Linked DNA regions of Anas platyrhynchos: regions 2, 3 and 4 are each linked to region 1. Evidence: chromatin contacts called from public Hi-C data. All regions are on one chromosome and are shown on one strand. Each heading gives the region's core, a stretch centred on a gene start, on an enhancer-like site or on the middle of the called end of the contact. The rest is flanking DNA. Distances are from core to core; before and after follow the strand shown. Region 1 holds the start of HDDC2 (HD domain containing 2). Region 2 holds the start of NCOA7 (nuclear receptor coactivator 7). Region 3 holds the start of HEY2 (hes related family bHLH transcription factor with YRPW motif 2). Region 4 has its middle 15 kb from the start of RNF217.

What was found. A called contact is a pair of places that touch in the nucleus more often than the background predicts.
Region 2: a contact with region 1 is called in a Hi-C map of subcutaneous adipose tissue, with 4 times the contacts expected there. The contact joins the promoter of NCOA7 here to the promoter of HDDC2 in region 1. A contact is called at or near these places in 4 of 8 Hi-C or Micro-C datasets (F1 follicle, F5 follicle, small yellow follicle and 1 more).
Region 3: a contact with region 1 is called in a Hi-C map of subcutaneous adipose tissue, with 2.3 times the contacts expected there. The contact joins the promoter of HEY2 here to the promoter of HDDC2 in region 1. A contact is called at or near these places in 5 of 8 Hi-C or Micro-C datasets (F1 follicle, F5 follicle, liver and 2 more).
Region 4: a Hi-C map of F1 follicle shows a contact between it and region 1, with 4 times the contacts expected there. The contact joins the enhancer-like site here to the promoter of HDDC2 in region 1. A contact is called at or near these places in 3 of 8 Hi-C or Micro-C datasets (F1 follicle, F5 follicle and subcutaneous adipose tissue).

The regions. Positions count from the first base shown.
Region 1 is chr3:65,936,158-65,939,343 of IASCAAS_PekinDuck_T2T, forward strand. HDDC2 (HD domain containing 2) reads left to right here and starts at 1,761. Exons shown (of 6, transcript XM_027454594.3): 1 at 1,761-1,921; 2 at 2,122-2,243; 3 at 3,162-3,186. The coding sequence starts at 1,859. It overlaps LOC119716462 (a long non-coding RNA gene), which reads left to right. Exons shown (of 5, transcript XR_011808383.1): 5 at 1-750.
Region 2 is chr3:65,721,953-65,725,138 of IASCAAS_PekinDuck_T2T, forward strand. NCOA7 (nuclear receptor coactivator 7) reads right to left here and starts at 1,437. Exons shown (of 16, transcript XM_038177749.2): 1 at 1,241-1,437. LOC140002197 (a long non-coding RNA gene) reads left to right here. Exons shown (of 5, transcript XR_011808381.1): 2 at 126-337; 3 at 2,142-2,274; 4 at 3,131-3,186.
Region 3 is chr3:65,745,431-65,748,616 of IASCAAS_PekinDuck_T2T, forward strand. HEY2 (hes related family bHLH transcription factor with YRPW motif 2) reads right to left here and starts at 1,698. Exons shown (of 5, transcript XM_027454592.3): 1 at 1,376-1,698; 2 at 427-505; 3 at 237-320. The coding sequence starts at 1,458.
Region 4 is chr3:66,098,115-66,101,300 of IASCAAS_PekinDuck_T2T, forward strand. No RefSeq gene overlaps it. Among named protein-coding and RNA genes, the nearest start is that of RNF217, 15 kb to the left of the region's middle. Within about 2 kb of position 1,572, at least 2 of the 8 cell types and tissues checked have an H3K27ac peak or open chromatin away from gene starts, as enhancers often do. A contact at or near this core is called in F1 follicle, where this site is marked.

The DNA.
Region 1 (3,186 bases), core at 511-3,010:
GCCAATATGAGCAACAGCATGCTCATCCCAAAGAAGGCAAACCACAGAGTAGGCCTATATTAGGGGCATGGCCAGCTGACAGAGGGGGACAGTTGACCTGTCCCCCTTTGCTTGGTGGTGGTGAGGCCCTGCCAGGACAGTGTCCAGTTGGGTGCTGCTTCAGTTCAAGTGGAGTGTCTACAGAGAAGGTCTACCAAGATGATCACCGTCTAAATCACTTCCCACAGAGGCTGACGGAGCTGGGCCTATCTCGTCTGTTGAAGAATGCAAGGGGTCACATAGTAACAGCCTACAGCTACTTGAAGGGGGTTACAAATAAGGCAGCTAAACGCTTCTTGGTAATACTAGGCAATAGAACAACGCACAATGGCCAGAAATGGCTTGGGATGTCCAAGGAGGATATTATTTACTTGGAAGACAGTTAACCCAGATAAATAAAATGTTGTCCTGTTTTGTTTTGTTTTGGAGGGGAGAACTAGGGACTGGATGGTTTTGAGAGCTGTCAAGGCAACACTGTAATCAGACCTACTTTCAGTGGGGAGGCTGGACTGTGCAATGTTCAAAGGACCCTTCCAACCAACCAACATTTCTGTGATTGTATACAAATGTAAAACTGATGTCTTCCCTTGTTTATTGTGGGAAGATAGCTTTTAAAGTGTGATCAAAATGCGCCTGGGCTGTATTATTTATTCGGGAGTGTGTTTAAGTATACATGGGAGCAAAAAATAAAAATACTCTGCCATCTGTTGATATCTGGCAAACTGCAGATGTTCTTTTCTGAAAGCAGAATATTTAATTGCCACATTTAAGCCATTGCCTGCTATTTCAACTGGTAACATAAAAATAGCAAAGAAATGCAATGCATTTTGAAAAGTTACAGATTTTAAAGTAATTCAGTGTATTTATTTAACTTGCAAAAGTGAGGGGAAGGGCCTGTAGCCATATTTCAGGAGTCTCTTACCTTAAAATTTATTGCAGCAACAGGGATAACCACACTCTTTTCTCTGAATAATTACATTAGCTTCTTTCCATTTACTATGATGCTGCTTTTTTTTTTTTTGGGGGGGGGGGGGAGAAAATAAAATAATAATAATAAAAAAACCCAACATGCTACATGTTTAAATGGTCATTGATGTGATCAGTTTTGACCAGAGAAGGCCTCACCAGCAGTTCTTGCTGTTGCCTGTAACAGCCCAGCTTCTACTTCTCTACATTTGTGGCAATTTTAAGATTTGATTAAAAGCTTCTGGAGTATGTGGAATTTAATCAGAAGAAAACATGCTGGTGAGCAAATATTGTGCAGCCTGTTATTACACTTCATTTTGACTCTTTCATCGCAGCAGAGTTATGTGACCTGTGTGTATACTTGTGTCACATTGTTGGAGTAATCTAGGCTCCTGTCCCCTCTCTCACCACCACCAGTAATTATCCCCTTGTAATCTTATCTACTCCTGTTCTTTCCTGCACGTGGAAGGATTTATTTTTATTTATTTTATTTATTTTTTTTTGTGGCCGTGGTAAGTCACCATGCTCCCGTTCTTACAGCAGCCATGGCCGCAAGCACCCGGACTTCTCCCGTTGCTTTCCTCCTCGTAACCGCGGCCTGAGCTGTTGTTATCAGTCTTCCTTGGGGTTAATCAAACAGCTAATCACCACAGAGGAGCCGGGGAGCTGTGTGTAACAACTCCCCGCTGCACCTCACACCCACCCCGCCAGGAGGCTTCGGGGAGGCGCCGGCCAGCTGCCGGGACAGCCCCCCCGGCACAGACCTAGGAGGAAGAGGAGGAGGAGGAAGAGGAAGAGGAGGAAGAAGAGGAGGAGGAAGAGGAGGACGCCCGGGAGGCGGAGCAGGCAGCCCATGGCGGCGGGGGGCAGCGGGGGCGGGCTGCTCGCCTTCCTGCGGCTGCTGGGGCAGCTCAAGGTGCCGGGCCGGGGAGGGCAGGGCTGGGCTGGGCTGGGCGGCGGGGGAGAGGTGCCCGGGGCCGGGGGGTGCCGGGGGCTTGCCGGCTGCATCCACGCGCCCCGGAGCGCCGAGCTGGCATCGGGGCGGGATTTCCCCACGTGTGGCTTCAGAGCCCGAGGTTTGCCCCTCTGAGGGACCGCGGTGCTCTCCTCCCGCAGAGGGTGCCGCGGACGGGATGGGTGTACCGGAACGTGGCAAAGCCGGAGAGCGTGTCGGATCACATGTACAGGATGGCGGTGATGGCCTTGGTGAGCGAGGACAAAAACCTTAACAAGGACAGGTGAGAGAGACCCCCTGGTTCCCCTGGCCGCGGGGGAGCTGCGGGCACGGCGCTGGGAGCAGCCGCCCTGCTGAGGAGGGGCTCCCAAGGCCCGCGGGCAGTGCTTGGAGCGCTTTCCCCACATCCCTGCCCTCCATCCTTTGAGCTGTTTACCTGGAGAGGTGAGCGGGAGGAAGGCTTTTTATCACTAAAACCAGAGTGCTGAATGAGGCTCTGAGCTGGCTTTCCCTCAAGCCAGAGATAAGCAAGCTGAAGGCGGCCAGGTAAAAGGCAGCTTGAAGCAACAGGCAGCAAAGGCAAAGGCATGCTCGGTGGGTTTGGGCAGGCTGAGTTAGTACCCAGCAGCAATCGGAGCCTCGGAAATCATACAGCATAGAAGAGGGAGCATCATTAGCATTGAACGAGTTGTCAGGGACACTGTGGGGTCATATTGGCTCTGTCACTTCAGGAGCTGATGAAAGCAGTGAGGGCTTTCTTGAGTATTGTGCTACAGGCTGACATAGCTGCTTAGCTGCAAGCATGTTTTGTCAGCTTATAAATTGAATTTGGGGTGGTGGCAGATCATGTTATCCCTGCAGCAGGTAGAATGTAAAGTATATAATGTAGGTAGCTCTTGTGTGCTTGATTTTCTGAGATGTGAAAACTACATCCATTACTTTTGAATGCTGTGCTCTTGTGCAAACTATATTTTTACTTAAATCTATATTTATAAGCAGCAGGAGACAGAAACTGGGAATTAAAATCATGTCTAAATGGAAAACGAGACCCTTAGGCCCTTAGCAAAGAAGTGAAATGTATTATGTAAAATCTTTCTCTATAAATGAAGGGGATAAATTATGGGGCCCCTTAGCTTTATGAATAATAAGACATAACTTAAAATGATGAAAAAATGATTGTTCTGTCTTTGCTTTTTGTCAGATGCATACGATTAGCGTTGGTTCAC
Region 2 (3,186 bases), core at 187-2,686, 210 kb before region 1:
CCAGTTTCTACTGTCTAGTAGAGCAAACCAGCAGATGATTCCAAAATGCTCCCCAGAAGAGACTGAGAAAGAAAAAGGATTTGTTCACATACACAAAGAGATAATAAAAGTCTTATTTGTTTCAGCTAAGGTAATTTGTCGAGCTCAGTAAGAACACTTGATGAAGCACCCCACTGCCATAGCGTATCCCAGACCCAGGGATCACATACATTATAACACAGGCTGCGAGGAAAAGCTGACACAGATCTCCCTGGATCAAGAACGGTGTCAGGGGAAGAATGGAAGATCAAAGGAGGCAGAAGGAGAACTTGAAAAAATATTTAGAAAAATATTGTTGGTGAGTTACTTCTCTATTTTTCTTCAGAGTCTTTAAAATGTTTTCTGTAAATAGTAAATAACTAGTCCACACAGTACTAAGACATGACACTGCAAATTCTCACATACTGCCCCCTACCTCTGTTGAAATTAAACTGCAAGAAGATAGAGCAAGTCACCTTAGAGCTTCTAAAATGATCTTGGAGCTAGGAATATCAGAATTGATGTAAAATTTGTAAAACTTCTTTCAAGATTCTCCTTAGATTCATTCCATAAAAAAATATTATGATGAAAATAGCTATAAGAAACCCAAACTACAATGGCATTTTTTTTCCCCCAGAATATGTGTATGATCTATCAGTTAGGTAACCATTCTGAACATACATAGAATTAAGCATAAAATAGCAAAAGACAGTACAGCATTTTTCCTTCACTCTCCTCTCCATCTCCCTAAAACTGCACATTTGAAGCCAGGATAACTTAAAGAAGAAAAACTGATGCCAAGACTTTCCAGATCAAATATACAGCTGGGGAAAGAGAGGAGTGATAAACGCACACATTACACATAATTATAAATAATGTTTACAGTGCCTGTGCACATCAAGGATTTTCCCTGCTACTGAAGTGGGTACCCCAGGTACTAAAGACAATTTGTACTTACCATTGTATAGCAGAAACATATGCAAATAAAAGACTTTCAGTAAATTAACACATTACTTTGATGTCATTCATTTTTTACCTAGTAAGCCTGCTGTCATGCATCAATTAACAAGGCAAATTAGAGCAGTAACAATGCGTAATACATTCATATGGAACAGACAAGTTAATCGCATGCTGCTTTGCCGCTTGCAGGTAAAGTAAGGGCTCTGATTTTTCATCTTTAAATACCCAGCTATGAAGGCGCCTCTGACACGGTGCTACTCACTTCGCATCACAGACACACAGCCATCCCGTCGCGTTAGGTGGCAAGGAGCATCGGTCTCTGACACCCCTCCCCGGGGGCTCCCAGGACGATCATTCTTCTCCAGCTGGCATCACAGGGACGCAGGCACAGGCAGCGGCTGCTGCTGCGCGGGCAGGAGGCTGAATCGCTGACAGCTTCACCGATGGGTTTCTCTATCGCATGCAGGGAGCCAGAGGAGAGGCACAAGCTTTTGTCAGTGCACATGACTTGCACGGAAAAGAAAGCTTTCTCTAAAAATAACCACGTACCCTGTGACGCTCCGTGTTATTTTCCTGGTGGTCATGGGGTCTGTCCCCTCACCACTACAGCCTGGGTTCACACCCTGGAAAAGATTTCTTATTTCGGTGAAGCTTCTCTTGTACATACATTCGAGTTTTCAGTAATGTTACAGCTGCAATCAAGGATTCTTCCACTGGTAAATAGAAATTTCATCATGTTATTGCACATTCATGTGGACCTACCCTAGTTTTAAAGTGTCTGCCTTGAGTGCTGTTAGTGTCATAGCCACTCTGTAGCTCTGAATCCCATACCCCTCCAAAAGCCTCTGTTGGGGTGAAGGTAAGTGCTCGGGGTGGAGGAGACTGTGCTGCTAACAGACACTGTGGAGCTGGTTAAGCACACAAATGCATTCAAACCAGCTCGGTTCCTGTGGTTCAGAACTACCTTAATATTCAGTTGGTGCTCCTGGCAGGCTCTGGGATCAAAATACTCACTGTGTTTACAATGGCACATTTACCCTCGGCTCACACTGGCGTGAAACCAGGTCCCACATGGTCTTTCTCTTCACCAAGGGGCACTGGTGACCTGCTGGGACCAGGGACTTTATCACCTTGCCACGTCTCTGTCTTTGTATATATTTCAGGCCACAGTGGCACCTTGGTCTCTGCCTCCAGCACTCCTCAGCATTGTCCCCTCGAGGATGAAAATGCCTTGGTCTTACCAAAGAAGCTGCTATCAACATACGCACGTGAACTGCAGTTCTTGCAGTGTGTAAGGTAACTGACTCTGTCCAACGGGGCCTAATCCTACCGTTACAGTTTTATAAGTTACTTACATCATTGCATACTAAAATCGATCAGTTTGGACAAAAGCAAGCTCCATCTCAATCCAAATGCACACCGTGTTCAAGCCTGCTAACTGAGAGAGGTTTGGTTTGGGCTGAAACGAACCATCTGGGACTCGGTAAGGCAGAAACCAAACACCCCAAGCCCCTGAGCACACCCCAAGGACGCGGGAGTCCACGTTTGCTTTCTGACTGAGACTGTTGGAGATAAGCTAAGGCATATTTGCAGAATCCACAAGCGTAAAGTCTGAAGCTTATCTCTCTTAATGTGGGAAAGGTTTCTTGTATAACGAATTTCAGAGGCAGAGGGTTTGAGAACTAGCGATTTGCTCGTACAGAGCAAACCCTCTCGTATTATGGACACGGCTTGCGTAGAGGAAACTACTTTGTTATTATAGCTTACAGCTCTGCGTTGCTTATGAAATCACCACTCCTGAGGGAGAACCAGATGCAGTCTGCATCTATGGACAAGTTTTCACTCATCTCATGGAAACATTACCAAAACCAGAGGAGTCACCCGTCACCCGTTCTTATCTATCACATCGGGGTGTCCTGAAATAGTACAGAGGACAGCACATCTCCTTTCTCCCCCACCCCAGGCCCAGATTTGGGGCCCAGGCCACTCTGCTGACGAGGCCTTCCCTCGTCTTTTTGGGAGGGGCACGAGTAGGCAACACGAAGTAAGGGAACCCGAACAGTGATGTGCTTTGCACAAGGTATGCTGAAGCCTTTTTATTTTTATTGTTAAACATATTTTTAACAAATACTCTTGTGATGCTTTCCCCTAGACAGAGGAGGAGAAAGAGAAGGAATAAGAGGAGGAGGAAGAGGAGGAGGAGGAGGC
Region 3 (3,186 bases), core at 448-2,947, 190 kb before region 1:
AGAACAGAGGCAACACGAACACTGTTACCCTTAAGGGAAAACAAGCCAAAGAATGGAAATGTTTTTCAGCTTTATGATGAATTATGTTCCTAATAGTTTCGCCACAACAAAGCATTTTATTGAAATGCCTGCTTTGTGCCAGATCAGGACACATACAATATTATTTTAATGAGCTTTACAAGAGAACTAACATTGCCAGATGAGATACAGAATAAAAAAAAAAAAAAAGGGCTTACTTGTTTTTCAAAAGCAGTTGGCACAAGCCGCCTCAGCTCAGATAAACTGTTATTTATACGATCACGGCGCCTTTTCTCTATAATCTAGTCCCAAAAACAAAACACATTAAGTTTATAAATACGTTGAAGGGCAAAATCTCACAGCACACATGCAAATTGTCACACGGGAAAAGAATGAAGCAAAACATACCCCTCTTCTTTTCTTTCGGGCCATGATCTGAGACGTTGTTGTTGGGGAGTTCGATCGGATCACAGAACTATTGCTTTGCCTGCAGGACAAGAAAAGCATGTCAGGTGCTGCACGGCTTGCCACCGCTCTTTGGAGATACTTTTGGTCACCGCATTAAGCATTCCCAGTCCCCTCTCTGCTGTTTTAAATGCTGGGAGGAGAGGCTTTGCACCGCACGGTGCTGTTGCAGAAAGAGACATTGCAGTTTTGCTTGCTCTACTGCCAGAACCTCCGCTGGAAATAAAGTCCCTGTCTGAAGACAGCTCGCTGTCCAGCTCAGCCCACTTCGTCTTCACTGTATATAGCCATGCCTATAAAATACAGTCTGGAGAACCGAGTCCAAAGGAAAACACGGGTATTATCCGCCCGTGCTGGCAGCAGTAGGTGCATGCAATGTCACAGCTCCCCCCGGCCAGCCAGGTTTTGTCGCTCCCGTCCATCACCTCCATGTCCATGGGTGCCCGCGCAGGAAGCCGGGATCCCTGCCCACGTCCGCGGCTGGCCCAGCACCAGGAGCAGGATGCAAAACCCGCTTTTAAAACTGCACTGCCCGCAAGTATGGAAAGGTTTTTCCTTCTCCACGAGGGAGCAACAAGCGCGGTGGCCGTCTGGCTGTCATTCATCCCCCGATGCGGACAAGACGGCACCGGTGGGGTGCCTCCGAGGTGGCCACAGCAACCCCAGCCCCGCGCAGCTCCCCCCGGCCCCATGGCAGTGAGCACCCCGGCCCCGGCCACCTCGGGCTCGCCTTATTTCCAGCCTCGGACCCCAAGCACCCGGCTGCAGGGCAGCGGGACGGGGGGCTCGGGGGCGGCCCCGACGGGGCGGCCCCGCGTTGAGCCCATCGGGGGGGCTCAGCCCGCTGCCCCCCGGGCACAGCAGCCTCCCCCCCGGGGTGGGGAGCACTCACCCGGAGTAGTTGTTCTCGCTCCCCACGTCTATAGTCTCGTCCATGTCGCTGTCTGAGGTAGTTTCCTCGCAAGGTCGCTTCATGGCGGGCAGGGGACGCAGCTCGGAGCCGGGCCGGGGGCAGAGATAAATAAATCCGGGAGCTTCGGGCCGTGGAGAGGGGGATTGGGGGGGGGGGAGGAAGAACGGCTCCGGCTCGGCTCGGCACGGCTCGGCACGGCTCCGCACCGCCAGCAGAGCAAACCCTCTGTGAGGCGCTTTCCCACGCCGCGGCACAGCCTCAAGCCCGACGGCCCGCCCCCGGCGAGGCCCGCCCCGTCGGGGGGCACGGGGACGAAGGGAGGGGGCCGCCCACCGGGGGGGCGAGGGCACGGCGGGGACCGGACCCCGGCCCCGGAGGGCGGGGGGCGAGGGGAGAGGTAAGGCGGGGATGGGGCGCGGGGGAGATGGGGTTGGGGGGGGCATTTTCCCACTGGCATTTGGGGGATCCGGCCCGCCCCGTCCTGCGAAGCCCCCCCCGGGCACCTGGAGGGGGGAGCCGAGCCTGGGAACAATCCTGCTAGGAGCGGGCCGGGGGATGCTCGGCTCGCAGGAGGACCCGCAGCTGCCGGCTTTTATCCTGCTTCGCTCTGGGATTTATTTTCTTTCCCCCCTGTTTGTTTGCCTCGCGTTTTCTTAATCCCGGCTCCCTGACAGAGCCCGCTCGGGGCGCCCTGTGCCCCGCTGCCTCCCTCCCGGACCCCCCCCCCCGCCTTCCCCGGGCCCTTCGCAGCCTGCCCGGGAGCCTCGTCCCGGACCGGGGGAGCCGGGGGTGACCCGGGAGGGAGCGGGGGGACGGGGGGCGAGGCGGCGCCGGGCTGAGGCTGGGGCTGAGATTGGAGCTGGGGCTGGGGCTGAGGCTGCCCGGCCCCGGAGAGGGCGAGCACCTGCCGGAGGGCGACGGAAACTGGAAGGCAGCTCGTGTTCGGCCTCCGCTGGAGCCGGCGAGGCCGTGTTCCCGGCCGGCTCCCCCCGCTGGAGGTACAGGTGGCTGGGGTGGCTTGCGGGCGGCGAGGGGCGATGCTGAAGGAGGAGGCAGGGCCGGCTCTGCCGTGCCCTCCTGCCCTCCGTGCATGCGGTTGCGTTTTGGTGGCACGCCGGCTGTTTTGGTGTTTCGTGCGGGTGTCGCTGCTCTGTAAGGAGCAGGGGATTGCGTGCCCCGTCGCCCTGCGGGACATCCTGGTGGTGCTCGCAGTCCCCGAGAGCCCCGCCGCTGCTACACACAGCCCGCAGGACGGGCAGGGGCAGCTCCCGGGGACTCAGGGCACAGCCCCGCATTGGTCCCTTTTGATGGTAGCTGGCCAAAAAAACCCACCCCAAAACCCAAGGGCAAACCAAAGCAGAAGAGGATGGGGACCTTTGGGGAGGGAAAGTCCTGCTCTAGCAGGAGCAGCCTGCGGCGTGCGGCTCCGACTTGCAGCACAGCCCGGGAGCAGCCTCAGCGTGTACCGGCCGCCGGCAGCTCTCCGGGATGAAACAAATCAATAAAAACGTAAATACCAAAAATTGCCTGCTTTTTCTGCTCCTAAAGGCTCGGGGGGCCTGCGAGGGCCGGGACGGCGGCCGGGGAAACGGGCTGTGGCCGGCGGAGGACGGGACAATCTTGAATCCCCCCAAAATATTGCGGCCACCCTGAGCTCTCGGGGTTTTACACGGGAATCTTGAACGTGCCGCTAGATGTGTAATTTCTGCTCGCCCTGGAAGTAGCTCCCTGCTCCCTTACGATTTTTTATTTTTTCTTCCCCCCCGGGGCACAAGCCTCCCGTGCCTGTG
Region 4 (3,186 bases), core at 322-2,821, 160 kb after region 1:
TTGTCTAGATGCACACCGTGCAGTATTGTCTAGAGCTTTTCCAACTTCACTGAAGCAGGCATCCAGGAAGGTTTTGCTCAGCTAATAATCACCAGTAATGGATAAGAGCTCAGGACAGAGACGGGAGGGGAGATGCTGTACATTTGGGGCAAGGAATGGGGAAACACTGCCATTGTAAGTGCACTACCCAGGCAAGTTTCTGCTGCAGTGGTGTGGAGAAAGCACGTTCTGGCTCTGGCCATAGCCTGCTAAGAAGAGCATGTTGGGCTCTACCCTGATGAGAGGGACACCTCCTCACAGATTTTCTTGTGCTGCTGCACATGGGAAAAAAGTGGGAATCTCTTCTGTTGTGCAGAGCATATGAAGAGGCTCAGCACACTGAGTGGCAGCAGTGCTGAGGTGCAGACCCATGCCAGGCTGTGGTGCTTTGTGTGTCCTTTGGTGGACTTGAGCTTCTGCCAATCCATAGGCCTCTTATTGGCTCCGTGTGGCTAGATGTAGTAGGAACTTGCAGAAGTTGTCCTTGAAAACAGTGGGAGAGACAAACCAAGCAATAACAAACCTTGTCAATCTCACCTTGCTCTTGTACTTGCATATCTGCTTGCGTACTCTGTCATCTTCTACCTTAACTGCCATATAAATTCTGGTTTAGCAGCAGACCAAACATCTAAAATACAGTAACTACATAGCTACCACAGAAGAGGGGTGGGGAGATGGGGGGTGTTTGTTTAAGAGTAGGAAATGAAATTGGAAGAAATGGTCAGTCCTTGGAGGCAAGAGGACTTTATCAAAGAAGTTCATGAACATTCAGGGACCCATATTGTTCAACATATTCTTAGACAACGATATTTCATTCACTGGTAAAGACAGATTGTGGATGGCCCTAAGTTTAGGCCATATGTTTAGGGAAGTGAGGCTAATTATAGGATGCAGAAAGTCTTCACAAGACTGATTCAGCTGGAGGCAAAATGGCAGAAGAAATTCAGTGTTTGTACACATAAAGTAAGGAAGCAGTTCTTTCTATCATGAGGTGTGGGTCTAATTCCTCACCCAAAGAACAGACATTAAAAGGGAAGCTGCAACACATTTATTGAGGAGATAATAAATGCATATAAGCTATATCTGGTGCTGAAAGGTCCTGAGCTAGAAATAATTGAAGGCTGGAAGAGTATTAGGGACATGCATTGCACATACTTTTCCTGTTCTTACTCTTCCCTGAGCAATCGTTTATGGCTGCTTCTGGCAGGAGCATAATGGGCTAGATGGACACAGCAAGCATTATACAGAATAAACCATGAATAAGGATAGCATGGTGCTTACTGTTCGTTCTTTTCTTCCTGCCTTCCTTTCCTGCTGTCCTTAGTGCAAAGATTGTGTGAAAATGCTGAAGGTTAAACAGACATTTAAATTTTTCAGCAGCTGCTCTTTGGAGGAGGGAGGAAAGCAAATCCTGCACAATCACTGGATATAGGTGTTTCCAGAAGGAAACTTTTACTGTCCTGTGAAGCTCCACTGGCATCCATTTGATGCAGACACAGACAATAGGGAACGACAAGGTTACATTCAGTGAAAGACAAAATGTGACCCTGGCAGAGAACAAATCGGCCCCTGTTAGTGGAATGATTTAGGGTGTTATTCAGTACAAATGGCAACATCATAATTATGATAGTCTAAGGATATAGATGCATTTTTTGAAGAAGAAATAATACCTTTTGTTAAGCTGACTGATACAGTAGCAAAGCCTACTAGGCGAGACTGGAGCAGAGGCATGGTGTCCTGGGACACACAAGCCCTTCCTCAGGGCTCAGACAGAAGCCTCTGTTCAGGGCACACAGACCCCTCTTCACTCAAATCAGGGACTTCTTTCTGAGGCAGGAAGAAGGGCTTCTGTGCCTGAAAGCTTGCTTGTTTTCTGCAACTCTGTCAGCTGGTGTAATACAGGACATCATGTCTCACTTATCTTGCTTGTATCTGCTAGGGATCACATAGATGAGGTGCCAGGAGACTGTCTGCAAGAGATCTCAGCACAGTTTTTGTATACCATGAGGCTGCTTAAATTTGTCTGCAAATATTTTTTTTGTACACAGTTTACATTGGGACTTTATGACTGGGACTTTATAAAAATAAAGAATAGGGAACATCATTTTGCAAGCCGAGGAATGCAGACAAAGAAGAATGAAGACATTCATTCACCATGACATAGAAAGGCAGGTCACAGCTCCAACATCCTCTGTTATGTCCAGGACAAAATACTAATGAAAGATGTGTATCCTTGACTGTCTTGTGTTGTGTTTGATTGTTTTAATCATCCTCTGTGATCACTTACCCTCACCCAAACCACAGATTTACAGAGTTATCCTCACAGTTGTCACTCTGGCAGGGTGACAGCTTTGATTGCCTGCTTTTCTGTTTTCTACTGAATCTCTTTGATGTGGATCCCCCACATCATTTGTGAGCTATCTAATAAATCACCAGCTGTGTAAAAGCTGGGTGTAGTTCCTCCTCCCACTGTATTTTTGAAATGAAAATAGCCATAGCATCTGATTTAGTCAAGCCTTCATGGACATAGCTCATCTTATCTCATAGTACTGCTTTGAAAGGAAAATAAGAGCCAAAATTTATCTAGGTTACCAAAAGAATATGTAGGGAATTTTTCAGTTCAAAAAGTATGATTTAGCCATGACCAGGGGATGAATTTCATTAACATGATTCACCTAAAAAGGATGCATCTGGTCTGGTCCTGACTTTTTCTCAGGTGATGGAGAAAATACCATGTATCAGGAAGGCAAGTCATCCTTTCTCATCTAAATCCCTGTTCAGGGATGGGGTCAGAGGAGCTCACTTTTCTTCACCGTTTCACATCTTTTTCTCTCAGAGCAGGTCCAGGGCTACCTTTCTATGCATAGAATTTTGGTAATGCTAAATATTGATTATTCAGATGGTCTCACAGTTATGCATGGAGGATTATAAGTCTGTGCACACTGAAAGATATAACAGTCATGTCACAGCTTCTCGACACCATAAAAGAAAAAGTGATAAAATCTGCAATAATACAATTCCATAGGGTATGTTTGCTATAAAAAAAAGGCATTAAAATTTCAGTCTCTTCTGGTTTTAAAGTCAGAATATCTGTGATTCCAAACATATCATAAATACTAGAAAAAGAGGTCTGTAATGTGTGGTTTA